Regions from separate parts of the Sus scrofa genome. Here region 2 is linked to region 1. The links are chromatin contacts, called in public HiChIP or PLAC-seq maps. All regions are on one chromosome and are shown on one strand. The core of a region is the stretch at or near the end of the contact, and the rest is flanking DNA. Distances in the headings are between cores, read along the strand shown.

Region 1 (5,042 bases), core at 569-3,068:
AAGACAAATACCATATGATATCACTTATAACTGGAATCTAATATCCAGCACAAATGAACATCTCCTCAGAAAAGAAAATCATGGACTTGGAGAAGAGACTTGTGGTTGCCTGATGGGAGGGGGAGGGAGTGGGAGGGATCGGGAGCTTGCGCTTATTAGACACAACTTAGATTTACCAGGAGATCCTGATGAATAGCATTGAGAACTTTGTCTAGATACTAATGTTGCAACAGAACAAAGGATGGGGAAAAAAAATGTAATGTATACATGTAAGGATAACTTGACCCCCTTGCTGTACAGTGGGAAAATAAAAAAAAGAAACTTAAAAAAAAAAAAAAACCACCCACATTTATTATCTCCCCACTAGCGTAATCTCCACAGATGTAGGTACTTATTGCTTGTTCACAGCTGTGCCAAAGTGCTTAGCACAATGCTTGGATCATTAGGCCTTCAACCCTTGTCCAAAGAATCGGGGATTGTCCATCCTGTCTATGGGCTGACAGACATCTGCTCAGCCTGTCATGACGCTCCTTTCCCTATGCTACTTTTCTAGTAATTTAGGAAACAGCAGGGCCAGAGTAGGAGACACCACTGGGCCCCCACAGTGAGAGACCTCAAACTTCTTCCCTTTTATCCATTTATAGAAATAGAAGAGACTCAAGAGCTGCTCACCAGGGGTCCTAGCAACTGGACAATTCTGAGACGTTGCCTGGCCAAGCTTTTAAGACTTTAAAAGTGCAGTTGAAGGAAGAAGGAAGCAGGGAGGGAGGGAGAAAAAAGTCAGTTTAGAAGGAACTGAGAAATGAGGGCAGCCTAACCTAGTTAAAAACATGTGCTTACGCCTTCACCTTTTCAGCGTCTGAAGACCACCGCTTTTAAGCCTTTTGTCTCCGGAGAGCGCTAAGGGCCTGGCACGAGGCGGTGCCATGTAATGGCGGCCGAGACGCTTCAGCGTCTACCTTAAGAGAGGCTCCACCCACATTTTGGCTCTTTGTTAGCCAATTGTGCTCAACCGAGGGCAGTGCAAATATTCTGTTCAGAAAATGCACTCCGGTGTGAACGAAGCGTAGCAGAGAGAGATCCAACTTAACAGGGACCTCGCCGCCTGACTAATCCCCCAAAGAACGGACAAGCCGCATCCATCATGGCCGCCGGCAACAGCGCAGCGAGGCAACGGAAAAGAAATGGCGCCCGGCCGCGCGGCCAGTCTCGCCAGGCCCAGGGCAGCGGGGCCAGAGGGCGGGAAGGGCCGTCTAGGAGCGCTAGCCAGGGGCCCTGACCACACTTCTGGGCTTTTGGCACCTGGAGACCCTGAAACTTGAAGCCTGCAATATGGAGGACAGTTATTGTCTCTGCAGAGCAACTTGCACAAGCAGGCCCGGGTTCCGTCCCGTGTCGGAACCCGGCAAAATCCTCTATTCTCCAAACAGAATGCGTTACGCACACTGCGCATCTTCGCAATAGTGGGCCGGCTAACGACGCAAAGAATGTTACGTCGCACCGGAGGCTCTCCCCCTCCACTCCCTACCTCTAGTTCTGGCTCAGGTGGCGCGAGAACTCTACTCCCTTTCCGTACTTTGTTTTTCTGCTACCGACCGCAAAACGCATCCATCTCCGCAACTGACGTAAAATCTTCCAAGAATACCCACAGTACTCCGCGAAGCCCTCTGGCTCTTCCGAGGCGCTGTTTACGTATCGTCTCCGACGTACGTAGCGTTAAGCTGGAGCAGTCTCAGCGCCGGCCGCCATTTTGTGCAGTCGCTGGGAAGGAGGGAGACGCCTAAACCGCGGCACTGCCGGGTTTGAGCGTAGCCAAACCTACCCGCTGCTTTCATAACCCCGATTCTCTGTGTTTTGCTCCCGTCTCCGACGAGAGAGGCGGCGACGGTGGCGTCTGCGACGGGAGACAGCGCGTCGGAGCGAGAGAGCGCCGCGCCTGCCGCCGCCCCAACAGCGGAGGCGCCGCCGCCATCGGTCGTCACCAGACCGGAGCCGCAGGCCCTCCCGAGCCCGGCCATCCGTGCCCCGCTCCCAGATCTCTATCCATTTGGGACCATGCGCGGAGGCGGCTTTGGGGACCGGGACCGGGATCGTGACCGTGGAGGGTAAGCGGGAGTTGGAGGAGAGGAAAGGCCTTGTGTGCGCGGGGGGTGGGGAGGGGGTTGTCTCCTGAGGAGACCGCCGCCTGCGGTCGAGCGGAAGACTTTTGAGCTGATCGCAGGCCTGGGAGCCACGCTCCCAACTCTGGGAGGCGAGGCAACCCGGGACATAATAGCGGTTTAAAGCGTGGGCCCGACCCTGGGCCCCGGGGTGACCTGGCAGGGGGGGCGGCGGCTCGGCGACGCCCCAGCCCCTGCTCCTGTACGGTCGTCGTGGCGCGGCCTGGCCGCCGCAGACCCAGCCCAGGCCTCCCTGGTTTCTCGGTTTCGAGCCCTGCCGATTTAGGCAGGTCATTCGATCTCTCCAGGCCTCAGTGTTCATCCGTGAAACTCGGATGTTCTTGCTGAGAGAAGAGGATGAGGTCTCCGAGTGCAGCCTAGGCAAATCTTTTAACACGAAATGGCTTCCGTGTTACTGCGATTGGAAACTTGGTTTGAAACCAGAGACTAAGAGGCTGACTTGTAGCGTTTAAAGTATTTTAAAATTGCCTTTAGTCGTTTTTTAAAATAATTCGAAGGAAGCACATTGGAATGCAAAATGGTGGAATTATTTGCCATCTTCATGGTCGTGTTTGGGGAGGGAGTTTTGTTTGGCAGTTATTAAAGTTTTTTTTTTTTTTTTTTTTTTTTAATGTTTCGGCCTTTTCCCCCTCTAATTGGACTGAAGCATTAACTTCTCGCCCTAGCTTGAGAGCTTTTGATGTATAAATGCCACGGTTACTAGGTTGGAAGTTAACAGGATTAAACCTGGAGTCCTCCCAGATACTGAGATTCAAATCTTAAAGCCCCTGTTTAAAAAGTTGCTTAAGAGGTCCGTGTGTATTTGGGCTGTTTACTTTTTTGTAATTAAAGTTTTATCTCTGGATAAAAAGTTTATGGGACCCAGTCACCTCTTAATATGTATGTGTGTGTGACCTTGGGCAGGATCCTGAACCTTTGTGAGTCTGTTTTCTCTTCTGAAGATGGAGGTGGTAACTGCCTTTACTTCGCATTGTTCTCAATTGAAATACCATGCGATGGTCCCTGTAGTAGGCATTCTGTTAATGCTGTTTTCTCCAAACGTTTTTGTTTTTTGTGGTTCAGATAACACAAGTACCAGACCTGCTAGTCATAAGCTCCTTAATTACCACTTCATTTACTAAATAAAAAGGGTTGTTTTGATTTATACCTTGTTAGGAAAGAAAATACTTGATTTTAGTATTAAGTTCGGAGGGCTGTAGATGGAATGTTCGCTTAGTGTTTCTCAGTATAGCTAAACCGAAGTGAATTTCAGTAAACCGCTTAGGAAAAAGAACTTAATATTAACCTAGTAAAATGAAAATAACCCCAAACTCTTCTCATAAGGTTTATACCCCAGACTTTTAGGTCTAGAGAAGTCTTGGTGCATGTACCCGGTATCCATGTTTGTAACAGCATTGTCCATGAGAGAATATTAGAAACAGCTTAAATGACTGGTTAAATAGACGGTGTTCTTACAGTAGAATACAATACAGCGGTGAAAAAGAAAAACTTGCATTCACAAACCTAAAATAAAGTTAAAAAGGCAAGTTATGCTAAAAGAGTAACGCGAGGGTACTCACAGATAAAACAAGGGAATGGTTAAAATTTCAGGTGGTATTTATTATGATGGGAATTGTAAACTTGAAATAGGCACATGGAGGGTACCGAGGTACTGGTAATACTGTTTCTTTACCATGGGTGTTTGGTTTAATATTTTACTGTATATATGTTTTAATAATAAAAATTCATTATTTGGAAAGAGCAGAAAGTAAATTACTGATCCATACTTAGTTTAACCCATATTGACCCAAAGTTTCAGGTGACACTAAGAAAAAAGACGAAAAATAAATTAAAAAACTCATTCATAAGGTCTTTGCTCTGACTTTACTTCTACTATGAAATTTCCTTTGTTATTTCAGTTGCTCTTGTTCTTAACTTAAACAGACCTGACATGGCATCTTCTAGGAGCTACATCAATTTATATAACTAGGCAGCCAATGTCTGAAAATTGGTTGTTAGTCATTTTTATTCTTTGCAAGACTGACAGTCTAAAGACTTGGCTTTTTATTGTAGAGTACCTTATTTAGAATTGTGCTCCTTAATTTGCAAGTGAGGAGGAAGGGTCTATCCCTGTAGTCTTAGGTCTGTAGAGTCTTAAACCTGAAGGCATATAGAAGATTTTGATCAGCAGTAGTATAAATGGAATCACCCAAGTTCCGCATTTTGAAGGTAAATGTTTAATAGTCCCAGTAAAACCAGTCTTTGTATGTTTGTATTTAGAGAAATGTTTAGGTTGGTTTTTAAGCCAAAGATTAGCAGGCAAAAGGAGTATTCATCACAGAATAAAGGGGTGAGGAGTTCAAGAAGCTGTTCATTTTCGGGTAACTTGCTTGACCTTTTTCTACCTGTCCACAATTTTGCCTTAATTACTACATGAGAGTAGAGACTTCTGTTTACATTAGTATCTCTGGCACAACTTAAAACAGTACATGATACACAGTAACTATTGGTTGAATGAATAAAATTATGTTAGCTTGTATGAGTGTTTACTATGCCAGGTACTGTTGTAATCACTTTACACACAAGCCTTTTTTGGTCGGGGCTGGTAGTATCTTAAGAATCCCATCTTTGCATGTTTTTATGGTACCTAAGGTATTTTGCTGTTTTGTTGTTTCTAGATTTGGAGCAAGAGGTGGTGGCGGCCTTCCCCCAAAGAAATTTGGTAATCCTGGGGAGCGTTTACGTAAAAAGAAGTGGGATTTGAGTGAGCTCCCTAAGTTTGAGAAGAATTTTTATGTTGAACATCCAGAAGTGGCAAGGTTGACTCCGGTAAGCTTTGGGGAGGGGGTTATTTATTTACCTTTTTTTCATATGTAATAATAA
Region 2 (5,232 bases), core at 2,343-4,842, 210 kb after region 1:
ATCCCTGGCCTCGCTCAGTGGGTTAAGGATCCAGCATTGCTGTGGCTGTGGTGTAGGCCAGCAGCTACAGCTCCAATTCGACCCCGAGCCTGGGAACTTCCATATACCACAAAGTGCAATCCGAAAAAGACAAAAAAAGCAAACCAAACCAAAAAAAAAAAAAAACCCACTAAACACCAACAAGCAAAACCCCATGATGCAGGTCTCCCCTCTAGCCCGTGTGGTGGGGCTTTCAGGTCTCCCCGTGTTCTCTCCCCACTTTCTCCCAGGATCCTCATGCTGACAACAAATGAGCAAGAAGACAGCAAACTCTACCATTCCCGCACATTTCCCAAAGGGACACGGGGGGGGGGGGGGTGGATGTCGCCTGGGCCCTGAAGGATCTGCTCGTTTTGGGGAGACTGCTTCAAGAATCTTACATCCCATGTCCAGGCTTCTTGCTTCTCTGGGGTTCCCAGGCCTTTTCTCTAGGCGTTGGGGAGCTCTACCAGACACAGACCCAGCGCTCCTTCACTCATTCAATCAGCAAACATCCAAGAAGCACCTACTCTTTAGGTGCCAGGCTCGGTGTGAGCCCTGAAGGCCCAAAGTTGCATCGAAGCCTCTGGCCCTCAAGGGCTTCACAGATAATCATCACTTGATCTGGCTCACTGGTCACCTCCTCAGGGAAGCCTTCCTTGATTGCTCTGGCTAAGTCAGAGCTCTGTTACATCCTTTCAAACCACAGCGGCTGCCGTCTCATACTACGCATCTCAGCTGTGGTTTTGCATTTAGTTTGGTGCCTCTTCCTTGATCTTTGTCTCCCTCCCTTGACTGTAAGCTCCCAGAGGGCAGGCTCTGGATCTGATGTGTTCACCATCTGATCCCCAGCATGTAGTCCTTGATGGGCTCCATGGCAACTGCAGGACCCCCAAAAAAGGGTCAGGACTAGAGTTCCCTTGTGGCCTAGCGGTTAAGGATCTGGCCTTGTCACTGCTGTGGTTCGGGTCATTGTGAGTTTGTTCCCTGGCCTGGGAACTTCTCCATGCTGTGGGTGTGGCCTAAATAAATAAATAATACTGGCAGGACTGAGGGAGGCTCAGGGGCCCAGGGAACCCAGACTGGGTCCCGGGACCTCCTGATGGCCCCGGGGGTGGGGGTGGTGGTGATTGAGACGGAGTTGAAAGCTTTCAGTACCAGCTTTCCATCTATGAGGAGTCAACCACCACTTCCTCTCGTTCCCTGATCCCTAGCCCTACTCAGGGATGCTTCTTGCCCAGCTTTGAGGATGGGACTGCCCGAGTCCCGTGTTCCAGGTGGCCACCTCCCTTACTCGAACCCCACATATTACTGGACATCCCCGGCCTCAGCCTGGGGCTGGTGGCTCTGCTTTCTTTCCCACAGTTTCCCGGGAAAATAGGCTGTGTGCAGACTACCATACCTCCCCTGTTCCACCCTTATCCTACCATCTTGGATGTTGCCTAGTCCCTCTGCAGATGGGGACACCGAGATTCCCGGCTGTGATAGCCACTCAAAGATTCTAAATTAAAGATACTCTTGTTTCTTCTCCAGCAAGCTCAATGCCCTCACCGCCCTCAAGATTCCATAGCCCTGGAGTTCCCGTCGTGGCTCAGTGGTTAACGAATCCGACTAGGAACCATAAGGTTGCGGGTTCGATCCCTGGCCTTGCTCAGTGGGTTAGAGATCGGCTTTGCCGTGAGCTGTGGTTTAAGTCACAGATGTGGCTCGGATCCCAAGTTGCTATGGTGTAGGCTCCGATTAGACCCCCTAGCCTGGGAACCTCCATATGCCGTGGGAGCAGCCCTAGAAAAGGCAAAAAGACAAAAAAAAAAAGATTCTATAGCCCTATGGCGGGGAGGACAGGGAGGGCAGAATAGAACCAAGGAATATCCTGATCTTCAGCCTTTCCCTCCCGCATCCAACAGCGGGAGGGGGAGTGGCCAGGTCTGGCCCCACCCCCTCAAATTAACCCTTCAAGTACCAAGACCAGCGGTCCCACTGCCTATTGACCCTGCCTGTCCCAGGTCCTCAGCTAGCTCCTCAGGTCCAGCCATCAGCAAGTAGGTCTGTCTGACTAGCCCCACCTGTGAACTGAAACCACCAGGAGGCCAGAAACCAGCTCCACCCCAACCTTAGGTTCTCACCCTCCCTGACCCAGCAGGTACAACCTCTAGAGCCCAGACCAGTCAGAGCAATAGCCACCAAAGGGAGGAAGCCTGTATCCCTTTCTACCTCCAACCTTCCCTGTGGGTTTTTCTGGCCCTTCCTGTTTCTCCTGAGGCTGAGGTGTTGGGCAACCCTGGGGATGAAGGAGAGTCTCAAAGGGAGGGTCTGTCTTCCCCAGGCAGCCGGAAAACCTGGGGACAAGGACCTGGGTGCCAGCCCACATTGTTGCCAGACCCACCAGGGTGCTGGGCCCAGGAGTGGCTCCCTCACCCCCTCCCGCAGCTGAGCCTGGTGGCATCTTTCATGTTTCACCCCACCCTGTGGCTGAAGGCGCCGGCTCTGGGCGGGGGACAAATATCTCCGTCACATGGTCGTGGCCCTGGGAAACTCCAGGGAGAGCAAGGGCCCGGCTGCCGCCGGTCAGTAGGAAGGGGACAGAATTCCCGGACCCCTTGTAACTATGGACTGGGCCGCTTCCCTCGCTCAGTTCTTACTCCGTGTTTATTCCAGCGGGCACACTCTCTCCGAGGTATAGTCGGCTGGTACACAGGCCCCAGGGTCCTCACCCGCCTGAGAGCGCCCGGACACACACCATCAATCTCTCTCTCCCCCCCCCCCACTCCCTCCAAGGTACGCGGCACACGCACCGGGCAGGATACCCAGAACGCTGGCCAGGAAACACACACGCACGCCCGCCCTTCGGACGTAAACAAACCGCGCACGCACCGCCCGCGGGCACCAGTCCAGGGACTGTTCTCACAGAGTCACGTACTTGCACTCACCGCCCCCCGCCCCGCCTGGGCGGACGCTGACGCTCGCTGGCCCGCGCTGCCCCTTCCTGCCCGGCTTCTCCGCCGGGGGGCCCGCGCCCCCAAAAGGGGCCCGTCCCCCCGGACCGGCCAAACTTGCTTCGGCCGCGTCACGGTCCCACCGGACCTCTGCCTCCTGCCCCTCTCTCCCCATGCCAGCCGTCCCGGCGAGGTGTCTGCGGGAGCACCGACGGAATGGACCCCGGCGCTCCGCCCCAGGCACGTTCCGGGGTCGCGGAGACCTCGCCGCCTCGGGGCCCCGCGCGCCCGTCCGGCTTCGGAACCCGCGACTCTCACCCGACTCTCGGCCTGCTTCGCCTGGCGTCCCGGGCACGCGTGGGTCCCGCTGCTGTCCCAGCTGCTGTCCTGGCCCGAACCCTGCTCCGTCTCCCCTTTGGTCCCAATCGCAGGTCGCTTTGAGCCCAGCTCCAGCGAGAGCCGCGCGGAGTTTTGTTGTGGGGCGGGCAGCGCTGGGGGCCGCGCAGAGTTGTAAGGCGAGCTTCCCGGAATTACTCACTCACAGGATTCCTTTCATTCATAAAAACCCAGTCATGCGCTGACGTCACCGCGCCGGCCGCCCCCCAGCCCCTGGAGCGGCCTCCCGGCTCCTCAGCCCCGCCCCCACCAGCTCCTCCCCGGCAAAGACCACGCCCACACCCAGGCCCCGCCCCCTGGAGTCTCAATCCCAGTTAGAGCGCTGGCTGGGGGCGTTCACGTGACACCTCACCAGAGCTGCGCGGGTGAAGGTGTCATTTGTCTCATTTTACAGTCCACAGTCCTGGGCCTCTTCTCCTTTCGACCTACACACTCTGCCTTAATGATCTCATCTGGTCTCGTGGTTTTAAATGCCATCTATAAGCTCTGGAGCCCCAAATTTGTATTTCCAGAGCAAACAGCTTCTCTAAATTCCAGACTGAATCCAACTGCCCACTCAGCTCCGACATGTGGGTACCAGATGGGGACTGCATATACCCAGAATCCCACTCCTGAGCATCAACCTTACCTCAGCATCCTACACCCCCAGTTTCCACCATCTCAGCTGTTCTAGCCCAGACCCAGGAGTCTTGCTCCACCCCTTTCTCCTTCCTCACTTCCCCCCAGTCAGGCTGGCTCTACCTCCAACACTACCTGCATCTGACCCCACCTCTGGTCCTACTACCTGACCCAGGGACCATCAACTTACCTGGACAATAGCCACAGCCCCCTGAGAGCTTCCTCGCTTTGTCCCTACAGGGCTTCTTCACATCTCAGACCATGTTCTTCTCAAAATGAAAAAATGAGACTGTTTCACACACTCCCACCCTCTGGCTGAACACCCTCAAAAGTTCCCCTTTGCGTTTAGGATATAAACTCGACTCCTTCCCTTGGCCTCCAGCCATCTGGCCTCTCCCCAGCTCTGCAGCCTCACCTCCTGTCACCTTCCTGGCACCACTACTCTTCAGACACACGGCCCTTCTTACTGTTCCTCAAACACACCAAGCTCATTCCTGCCACAGGTCCTTTGCACTTGCTCTTTCCTCTTCTGTTCACTGCCTGGCTCTTTCTCATCTTTCAGGTCAGCTCAGATGTCACTGCCTCAGAGAGACCTTTCCTGAAAGCCCCCACCTCTGAAATTTTTTTTTTTTTTTTTGTTAGGGCCATACCCGTGGCATATGGAGGTTCCCAGGCTAGGGGTCCAATGGGAGCTATAGCTGCCAGCTGACACCACAGCCACAGCAACATGGGATTGGAGCCGTGTCTGCAACCTACACCACAGCTCATGGCAATGCCAGATCCTTAACCCACTGAGAGAGGCCAGGGATCGAACCCTTGTCCTCATGGTTCCTAGTCGGATTCATTAACCACTGAGCCACGACGAGAACCCCTGAAATTCGTTTTTATATTAACTTAATATCTCCATGGGGTATTATCTTGCTTATTTGCTTATTGTTCAGGTCTGTCTTCAATCAGAATGCAAGTTTCATGTAAGTAGACCCTTGTCTATCTTGCTGACCACTGCATGTCCTGTGCCTAGCACAGTAAGCCCTCAATAAATGCACGTTGAAGAAATAAATGAGTGACAGTCCAGAGAGGTAAAGTGACTTTCCAAAGGCACCCAGCCTGGAAGTACAAGACTGGAATTTGAATCCAAGACTGACTAATTCCTGGTCCAGACATTTGGGGCTGTGCCCCAAAATGTGAAGGATGTATTTAGGGCCTGGAGCTCCGCCCCAAAGAGGTGGCTTTGGGGGCAAAACAGGGGCGTGTCCCAGTTCAT

What was found. HiChIP or PLAC-seq counts read pairs in DNA pulled down with a chosen protein or histone mark.
Region 2: a contact with region 1 is called in an H3K27ac HiChIP or PLAC-seq map of alveolar macrophages. The contact joins the promoter of MAFF here to the promoter of DDX17 in region 1. A contact is called at or near these places in 1 of 5 promoter capture datasets (fetal skeletal muscle), 1 of 47 Hi-C or Micro-C datasets (liver) and 1 of 2 datasets of contacts at active chromatin or transcription factors (alveolar macrophages).

What each region holds. Positions count from the first base shown.
Region 1 is chr5:9,483,974-9,489,015 of Sscrofa11.1, forward strand. DDX17 (probable ATP-dependent RNA helicase DDX17) reads left to right here and starts at 1,819. Exons shown (of 13, transcript XM_021091487.1): 1 at 1,819-2,105; 2 at 4,838-4,988. The coding sequence starts at 1,819. It overlaps LOC110260646 (a long non-coding RNA gene), which reads right to left and starts at 1,679. Exons shown (of 3, transcript XR_002343895.1): 1 at 1,529-1,679.
Region 2 is chr5:9,692,536-9,697,767 of Sscrofa11.1, forward strand. It overlaps MAFF (transcription factor MafF), which reads right to left and starts at 3,593. Exons shown (of 3, transcript XM_001924465.4): 1 at 3,273-3,593.